2 separate regions of the Ovis aries genome follow, and region 1 is linked to region 2. A link is a contact called in public Hi-C data. All regions are on one chromosome and are shown on one strand. Each heading gives the region's core, a stretch centred on a gene start, on an enhancer-like site or on the middle of the called end of the contact. The rest is flanking DNA. Distances are from core to core; before and after follow the strand shown.

The links. Hi-C and Micro-C count contacts between places; a contact is called where the count stands out from the background.
Region 1: a Hi-C map of liver shows a contact between it and region 2, with 2.3 times the contacts expected there. The contact joins two enhancer-like sites. A contact is called at or near these places in 3 of 16 Hi-C or Micro-C datasets (liver, muscle and skin fibroblasts).

What each region holds. Positions count from the first base shown.
Region 1 is chr13:43,862,039-43,867,293 of ARS-UI_Ramb_v3.0, reverse strand. No RefSeq gene overlaps it. Among named protein-coding and RNA genes, the nearest start is that of KLF6, 320 kb to the left of the region's middle. Within about 2 kb of position 2,858, at least 3 of the 54 cell types and tissues checked have an H3K27ac peak or open chromatin away from gene starts, as enhancers often do. A contact at or near this core is called in liver, where this site is marked.
Region 2 is chr13:43,814,726-43,819,590 of ARS-UI_Ramb_v3.0, reverse strand. No RefSeq gene overlaps it. Among named protein-coding and RNA genes, the nearest start is that of AKR1E2, 330 kb to the right of the region's middle. Within about 2 kb of position 1,485, at least 8 of the 54 cell types and tissues checked have an H3K27ac peak or open chromatin away from gene starts, as enhancers often do. A contact at or near this core is called in liver, where this site is marked.

The sequences.
Region 1 (5,255 bases), core at 1,609-4,108, 46 kb before region 2:
TATGAGTCATAGCAATTCATAACACGATGTCCTATGGAAAATTCCATCCTGCACTTGGGCTAAATACTAGACACACAGCACTCACTTTTGATGAATGAGGGCCATAAACATACCCCAGCAGGTATAATACAGTAGTTTACGGCTTTAACCTAAATTGATAGATATATATATATTTTTTCCTCATAAAACAGGAAAAAGAGAGTAGAATGAAATCTTTGCAAGTCTCAGCAGGACGCTTAACTGGCCGCAGCCCTTGCAGGCGCTCTCATCACCCGCCCATCAGAACTGGGTCTCCTCCCGCACCGTGTGCTCACTACCTGCACTGCAGCGTTTCCATGGGAGTCTATAAATAGCTCTCTAATTTGAATTAGGAAAATGTGCTATCAGGGCCTGCTGGATGTGGCACAGAGCAGTTTGTACTCACTTTCAATCTCACCAAGTCAGAGCATCTTTGCATTCCAGATAGAGCTAAAAATATTCCCCCATTAAAATAGTAATCATCATTAAAATTAGCTCACTGATTTTTTTGCTGATTAATTTTTCAGTAACAAGTATGCCTCCTAAAAAGTTTCAACTGAACATTTTTTGACAAAACTAGATTTTTAAGATGTAAGCCATGTAGGAAGAAAAGAGATAATTAAGGAACTAAAAACAGAAAATTGAAATCTACTGTCATTTTTAAAACTTTAAGGAAAAGTGGTTTCAAATAGAAGAGTGAAGAGGATGGAAATGGTTGCTCTGACTAGAGTACAGGATTGAGGTCCTTACGCAGCTTCATTTTGGGCTGAGATTCTCATATCTTGAATGTTACTTATTTTTGTCTTTACAGAAGTGATCTAGCAGGATAATAAGTATTCAAGTGATCAGAACCACTCAGTGAGATTTAAATGCTTATTTGCCTGTTTCTATTTTCATATGCCACAGACAGACTTCAAGCTCAGAACAAGGTTGTAAATCAGGAATAGCATAAAGGAGCAACATAAACTGCAAAGATAAAACAAAGGGTTCTGCTTTATAAGACGCTGTTGGTGCAATTTATTTTTGTCTTCAATGTCTTTATTTTATCGGGCTTCCCTGGTGGCTCAGATGGCAAAGAATCTGCCTGTCAAGGCAGGAGCCAGGGGTTCAATCCCAGGTTGAGAAGATCCCCTGAAGAAGGGAAGGGCAACCCACTTCAGTGTTCTTGCCTGGAGAATTCCATGGAGAATTCTAGGGGAGCCTGGCGAGTTACAGTCCATAGGGTTGCAAAGAGTCAGACATGCCTTAGCGACTAAACAATAACAATCTATATTTTAGTTGGAGCTAAAGACTTAAACAAGTGAAAATGTAGCTTTGATCAACCTTATTGAAAACTGTGAATTCCCTGGTGGTCCAGTGGTTACATCCCATGTTCTCGCTGCCCAGGGCCTGGGTTTGATCCCTGGTCAGGGAACTAGATCCCACATGTCACACAGAGCAGCCAATAATAATAATATAGATTAAATTAAGAAAATAAAATTGTGGGAAGGAGAAATATGTGTTTTCAGTTTACTCCTTTAAGAAAATCAAACCCTCACTGTAATCTTAAGAAAGCTCGGTACAAATGCCTCTGTTTTTAACATACATAAGTATGTTTCAAACTAAAAGAGAGAATATTAATGACAAGACAGAAACCGGTTGAGAAGACTTTATAAGACAAAGATCAGGAGAAATTTATCATGTTCAGTTATGTTTAAAATAACGTGTGTGTATCACTCCATACTAATTAAGACGATGAGATACTGCTTGGCTGTGAATGTTTGATGTTTTATATTATTTGGAGTGGACACATGTCACAAAGCAGTCATGAAATTCAGCATGTCATCAATGACAGCCGAGTAGTGACTGCCCCGGAAACCTCTGACCTTTCTCAGTTAATGTGTAACAGCAGAACTAGAGAAAGACACAGTTTTGTCTCAAAAAGACCGGTTGTGTGGCAGGCAGGAAACAGCAGCAGTTAACCCGGGGCTCTTCATATTTACATGAAAACACCCTCACATACACCTTTCTTTTCTGTTTAGGAGACAGATCCTAAGTCATTACAGATTTATTTTCAAATATTAAGCCATAATGGAATCCAGTCAGCTTTCATAATGTAATTTAGCCTAATCTTTTACAGAGCTTTAGTGACTATTTTCTAAAATGTTTTCAAGAAAATGTCATTTAAAGCACACAGATCTTATTATGTAATCTACTGGATAGGTTTATTATAAGAGATATTCAACCAAAACGTTCATAAAAGGTCATTTATGTGTTCTGTGACAGTATGTCTGAGATGTTGAACATTTCAGAAAGAAGGTCATCTTGTCTCCTGTAGTTTGAAATGTAAACCTGACTTAGCCTAAGGTGAGATTCTGAGTAATTATCAGAGTAAAATTCATGTTTCTGTGTGTGTGTGTACATTGGTAGATAGATAGATAAGCAGACAGGAAAGATAGATTGAGGTCCAGAGTATCTCAAGTGTCATATATTGGTCTTGGTTTGTAATTAAATTCAGAAGCATAAAAAAGTGAAAAACTTCAAGTGTTTTGAAGACTCGATATGTGATATTTCTCAACGTTCACCTCCTCCGCCCCTTGCAAACCATCTTCCCTTTAGTTTCCAAAACAATTGAAAGGAGACTATGCAGATATAGGAGGGGATGAATCAGTGAAGAAATGTACCATACATTATCCTGTACATTACACAAGCTTATAAACAAGCCTTTCCAGGGGCCCAGAGATAAACCAGCACTGAAGAGTTGCTCAGTCTTCCAGTCTCACAGGGATGTATGTCCCCAGGTGGACTGGTGCGGGCATCCACGCGAGCCCCACTCAGCAGGCCTGCAAGGACTGGGATACCTGCCAGGGGAAGAGCCATGTGACTAAGGTAGTTCCCTTGCCTGCCAGATACCCCAGGAGAAAGTGGGTGGGGCAGCGGCAGACAGCAGAAGTGAACTGAGGGCTTGCTTCTCAACTTTTCATCACTTGGCAAAGGTTTTGTGATACAATGTGTAGAAGAATGAAGTCACATTTAACTTTCAAAGTCTGATATCTGGAGGCACACGGCACCAGATGATTTATTAATTCAGCAAATATTTACCGGGCACTTTCTATGTGCTAGGCATTGGTCTAGACACGGGTTTACCATGAAAGTGAACCAAACAGACACACTTTCCTGTTCTCACTTAGTTCATACTCTTGTTAACTGAGAAAGACAAAACATTACTCCAAAGCACAGCAAGCTGAGGAGAGCGATGACAACAGGCTGTGGTGGTGGCTGTGAGATTAGGGATGCAAGGGAGGACCCTGCCAGCACCTGGGCAGAGAGGACAGGAGAGGAGCGGCCCAGGCTGCCGTGGGGCTAGAGGAAGAATAGGCAGGAACCTTCCCTTAACTCCAGAGACACCACTGCAGGCTGATGCCAGGGCCCTGGCCTTTCCCTCAGCAGCCGTGGGTGATGGGTCCTGACTTCAGGTTCTATCCTACCTCAGTAGCAGAATAGTAAATGGCAGCCGAATATCAGAATTTTTCTTATCGGAGCTATAATTTCTCCTGGGGGAACATCAGAATGTGAGGTTCCAGAGCCTAGAGTAAAGGAGAATTAGGGGATGACACCTCAAAATAACACCTCACCTGGAAATAGAGAAAAAGCCATTCTGCCTGTTTAGATGAATTAGGGATAATTCTTTATATTAAGCTATTCATCACAGAACAAAAAGATTCTATGTGAGAGTACTATACTATGTATAATGATTTTCTCTGGAGCAGTTAAAATATGATTTGTTACTCTGCAGAGGGAGCCAGATTGGCAGACCTGCATTCTCTGCCATCTGCACCGAAAATCTTTTGGTTTTAATTCATAAACATTGTGCAATGAGATGGCACATAATCAAGTTCTTTTCTCAGTTCTGTTAAATGAGGTGCCCGATTCACTGCAAAACATACGTGAATAATTAGACACCATGCATATGTGTGTACATGTGTGTGAATGTGTGAGTGTGTATGGGAGCTTGTGTGTGTGAGTCTGTGTGTGAGCATGTGTGTGAGTGTGCATGCATATGTGTGTATGTGTATGATTGTGTGGGTGTGTCTGTGTGCATTTGTGTGTAAGCATGTATGTGTGAGAGCATATGTATGTGATCAAGTGAGTCTGTGACTCTGTATGTGTGTGTTTGGGTGTGTGTGTGAGTCTGTATATGTGAATCTGTGTGTACGTGTGTGTGTGTGTAATCATGTATGTGTGAGAGCATGTGTATGTGATCAAGTGAGTCTGTGACTCTGTATGTGTGTGGGTGTGTGTGTGAGTCTGTATATGTGAATTTGTGTGTATGTGTGTGTGTGTGTCAGTGTGTGTGTGAGTGGGTATGTGTGCTTGTGTGTGAGTCTGTGTGTGTGCTTGTATGTGAATCTGTGTGTGTGTGTGAGTCTGTGTGAGTCAGTGAGCATGTGTGTGTGTATGAGTCTGTGTATGTGCTTGTATGTGAATCTCTGTGTGTGTGTGAGTCTGTGTGTGTGTGAGTCTGTGTGTGTGCTTGTAAGTGAACCTGTGTGTGTCTGTGTGTGTGTCTGTGTGTGTGTGAGTCAGTGAGCATGTGTGTGTGCATGAGTCTGTGTGTGTGCTTGTATGTGAATGTGTGTGTGTGTGTGTCTGTGTGTGTGTCAGTGAGCATGTGTGTGTACGTGAGTCTGTGTGTGAGTATGTATGTGAATCTGTGTGTGTGTGTGAGTCTGTGTGTGTGAGTCAGTGAGCATGTGTGTGTGCGTGAGTCTGTGTGTGTGCTTGTATGTGAATCTGTGTGTGTGTGTGAGTCTGTGTGTGTGCTTGTATGTGAATCTGTGTGTGTGTGTCTGTGTGTGTGTCAGTGAGCATGTGTGTGTGCATGAGTCTGTGTGTGAGTATGTATGTGAATCTGTGTGTGTGTGTGAGTCAGTGAGCATGTGTGTGTGCGTGAGTCTGTGTGTGTGCTTGTATGTGAATCTGTGTGTGTGTGTGTGTGAGTCTGTGTGTGTGAGTCAGTGAGCATGTGTGTGTGCGTGAGTCTGTGTGTGAGCGTGTGTGTGTGTGCATGTGTTCTAGTCTGGGCACCCAGCCTGCTGCATCTGTGCTCAGGCCCGGCCCTGCGGGTACAGAGTAACTTGCTCTCAGGAGTGTCTGGCACAACATCCCGCAGATGCGGCCACTTAGTAACAGTGTGCTGAGGACAGCCATTAGGCTGATGACAGATCTTGGTGCTGAGTGGAAAGAGCTTACTAATT
Region 2 (4,865 bases), core at 236-2,735:
ATGTGCAGCCTCAGGATCGGACATGCTCTGATCCTTGAGTCTTTCTAGGAATACGCGATCCCACACACCAGTTTTGCTGTGTTTTCATGCCACAATAATTCTAAATAATAACATGTCAGAACTACTAGGTAAAAGGGGGATCTATCACACTGTATTCTTAGGGAAAGGTAATTTTTTTTTAAATCATTCAATAGGAAAAAAATCCCATAAGCAAATCTGCCAATCAAGCTAATGCTTGTGTTTGTATATTTTAGGGAGTCTGATCACCAGGTCACTCTTCAGCAATAATTTAATGACATTCATAATAGCAAACCAGCAGCTAAAACTAGGTTATCAGAGTTTGGGAATAATTTACTAAGTTACTTTGGATTAGAAAGAAAAGTAATGACACAGATTAGAAAGCAAACAAGAAGTAAGAGAACAAATTTCACCCGAGCCAGCTGTGATAATCTATGAACATGCTTATAGGTAAGTTGTGTTTTATTAAAATTAATCTAACTTTTAAAATGGAAGTAACATTTAATTACTAACAGACTGAATGAGTCATACTATTTCTGGATATAGGAAGTATTCATCTTTGTCCCAAAGTTGGACAAGTTGCTTGGACTTCTCCCTTGCAAGAGTGGCAATACTCATTATTTGGCATGCTTTTGAGACTCAAATGATATACTGTGTGACATCAACACTACAGAGAGTGGAAAAAGAGGAGGCACATGTGTGCTCAAATTCTCCTTTTGCTTTGAAAAAACAATTTGATTTGCTATCTAGAGAAGCTGGCCAGAGGAATAGCATAATTTCCCACTCTCCTCTTTAAGAATGTACTCATATATGTGTTTATTTTTTCCCATAATAATGCACAGGAAATACATTACATTTTCCAAGTGCTAGCGAGATTCTATTTAAGTTTGTCAACATACTTAATCACTGAAGGACAGAGGTCATCAGGAGGCTCCACTGCTCTCAGTCAAAGTCAACACTGGGTTACCAAGATAGCGCTTTTCACTAAACTCGGTGGCATTTTGCCCAATATCTTTTATGCTGTTTGATGACTTTTCACATGCCTAGTGGAAAAAATTTTATTTTTTCCTTTCTGGATGAGCTTTTTTCTAGTAATAAAAACTCCCTCTAAAACTGAAGACAAATTTTAATTTGGAAATATATTCCAGCTTGAGAATGAATCAAAGTCACATTTTTTTCCGTGGAATAAGCGCTCTGTGTCATTAAGCTTTGGTGTGTTTTCACAGATGTTATTCTCCTTTTGGCTGGACATGAGCTATCAAAATTGTATTTTGCAGTTATATGTGTGTACAGGTTGAAGCTAGAAATCAGGGAGAATATTAAGGCCACTGAAATTTCCAGCTGCCTAAGTTTCTATTTTGAGTAATCTTGCCCACCCAAAAAACAAATATTTAGAACGTGTCTAGGTTGAGTGACCCTTCCTGACTGGTGATGGAACTTCCAGGGCGAAATGAACACACTGTTTCTGCTCGCTGTGCCCCAAGGGCGGGGACTGGGCAGCCCTCTCTTTCTTTAAATAGTCACTAACCTTTGTGTCCCTTCCTGATGATTCACACACCTGACCTCAGCTTTGACACAGCTGACAAGTTCAATTCTTGGTAGTGCAAGCTTTTAAAAATAAATGTTCTTACTACTTGATCTTTTCTGTATGAAAGTGTATGGCAGTAAGTATCCATTTCTCCCTATCTTATAAATGGAAACAAATGATCCTATTGTCTTAAATACAAACAAACAAAGGAAAACAAGGGTATGTAACCCTGAAAGCCCTAGTCCTAGCATACACCATCTTTGCTGAGCATGTAAGTCTACAGGAAGCATGGATGTATTTATTTTAGTGGAAAATGTCTCAAAGCATTTTTGCAACTTTTCTAGCATTGGTTGGTTATGTGGCCCAAGGTAGAAATGGAAGAGAAAAACTATTAATGAAGAGAACCTAAGACTGGGGTCTGATGATGCCAGCTACAGTGCAGAAGCAAAAGGATTTGGAGCCGGAACCAGAGTCACTACTGCCCCCGTCTTCTCGGGACTGAAGCTGTCCCAAACCAGGACTCTCGGTGCTGATAGCAGGGGCAGGCTCAGATATGCACTCCACCTTTTATTAGACTGGGAGCCTTTCGGCAAATCAGCTTCTTGGAGCCTGGTAAGGAGGCTTCTTGGCTCACTGGCTAGGAGGACCATATAACTGCCAGTTAGATTTTAGAGATTTAGAGATGACATGTACAGAGAGAAGGGTCTGGAACATCGTGAGTGCCTGTGCATTGTAGACGTTCTCTCCACCATCCTGTGACAATCCAGCTGCATAGGGAGCCCAGGCATTGTCATCCCTTCTCTAGGAGAATGACTGGCCAGAGAGGATGCGGGCTCCAGCTCCCTCCACTATGGCTGGCTGAGCTGTTCCCTGAGCCCAGCCCTGGCCCTGCCCACACCCGCTGTGCCAAGTGCATCAGTACATAATCGTTACCTTCAGATAAATACACAAAAGGCCCATCTTGCTCTTCTCATCTCTGCCCTCTCCTCCCCCAGAGCAGTGACATCAGAGCACTAAGCTTGGGACCCGGGATCAGAGAGTAGCTGCCTTGGGGGTTCTGTTGAAAGCCCTGCAGGTTCTGCCAGTTTCCAGACCAGGGCCGAGTCTGGGCAAATGCGTCCTAGAGGACAGGGCAGCCAACTGCTCCTTGGCCCCCCACACCCACTGACCCATCTCCCACCCTCATCACTCCAACCACGCTGCTGCTCCCACGATGCTGCCTTGCGCTGTGCAGAGCGTAGGATGCTCCACTGTGGTTTCTTTCTGCATTTCAAGGAGCTAGACTTTCACTTCTTCAACTGTTCAAAAAATAATGGAAACCAGCTCAACACTTGCCACCGCATTTCTGTAACCAGTAGGCCTGAGAGCCCAGGCCCATGCCTGTTCTGCCCGCTCAGTCATCCTTGGTCATTTGCTCTGTTTTCTGTGAATTGCTACCTGGGCCTTTGCTCATCAGACCCATCTTTAATAGATAGTGAGGTCTGGACACTTAGCCCTCGAGTCATCCTGTGGCCGAGGTCCGCCCAGCTGTGCACAACAACCTGTTACATGCTGTTGTTTTTGTTGTGTAGAATTCTGTTAAGAAGTCAAAGGCCCGAAATTCTCCTGGCATTTTTTTTCATGCAGCTAATGTTGCCAGGGCATTGTTGAGTATGAGCCTCCCTCATAGTTGCCAGACTCTACTTGTCTTTCCAGCCACTGACCAATTTTTAATCCACGCTCCTGTGCTGATGTGGATGTTCTTTCTGTTTTCCTTCCTGACACATGCAGGAAGTTTCTAGAGTCCAAGAGAGGGACAGCAAATGACTAACATTGCTTGTTTCAGCTTAGTTACTTTGTAAATATTTTTAAATACTCAGATTTTCTATGAACCACTAAATTTAGTGAGGTTATTTCCTTCACGTTCAAAAAAATTGGATAAATTTACATGACTCTTTAATATTTACATGAGAAAAAAATATGCCCACCCATTTCCTTCTTTCTCCTGACTCTGACTGCATGCCTTTCATCAGCTTTTTAGGACGCCTTGTATCCCCAGGTCATTACCACAGCACACTCACTTTTTAAAAGTTTGGCTCAAAAGTCTACAAGCAATAAATACTGGAGAGGGTGTGGAGAAAAGGGAACCCGCTTACACTGTGGGAATGCAAACTAGTACAGTCACTGTGGAGAACAGTGTGGAGATTCCTTAAAAAACTGGAAATAGAACTGCCTTATGATGCAGCAATTCCACTGCTGGGCATACACACCGAGGAAACCAGAATTGAAAGAGACGCTTGTACCCCAATGTTCATCGCAGCACTGTTTATAATAGCCAGGACATGGAAGCAACCTAGATGTCCATCAGCAGATGAATGGATAAGAAAGCAGTGGTACATATACACAATGGAGTATTACTCAGTCATTAAAAAGAATACAGTTGAATCAGTTCTAATGAGGTGGATGAAACTGGAGCCTATTATACAGAGTGAAGTAAGCCAGAAAGAAAAACACCAATACAGTATACTAATGCATATATATGGAATTTAGAAAGATGGTAATGATAACCCTGTATGCGAGACAGCAAAAGAGACACAGATGTATAGAACAGTCTTTTGGACTCTGTGGGAGAGGGAGAGGGTGGGATGATTTGGGAGAATGGCATTGAAACATGTATAATATCATATATGAAACGAATCACCAGTCCAGGTTCAATGCATGATACTGCATGCTTGGGGCTGGTGCGCTGAGACGACCCAGAGGGATGGTACAGGGAGGGACGTGGGAGGGGGGTTCAGGATGGGGAACACGTGTATACCTGTGGCGGGTTCATGTTGATGTATGGCAAAACCAATACAATATTGTAAAGTAATTAACCTCCAATTAAAATACATAAATTAAAAAAAAAAAGTTTGGCTCAGCCATTAGCGATAGATTTGGACTTCAAATATCTACTAGGTGCCTCCCATTGATTCTGAAACTTCTCCTAGGTTTATAAAAATTAATTGACTAGCTTTGCTGCTATGAGAGACAATGTCCATGAGAATGTTGGTGTATCTTGAATTTATATTTTAGGGGAAAATCACTTGTGTTTTATTGGCCACAAAACCAATATAATAAAAAAGCCAAGGGAAAATAAGCAAACCAACAAAAAAGCATCACACTTTGTTCCAAAGCTCTTTAAAATAGGTAATAATGACCCAGTTAACTATGCCACTGATTTGACTATTTTCATATTGAGAAAATGGAATTGTGGAAGCTAGCAAAAAAGGCACCTGTGGAACCAGTATAGTGTATTAGATTGAATGATAACCATGAAATCACAAGCACTTTACTTTTA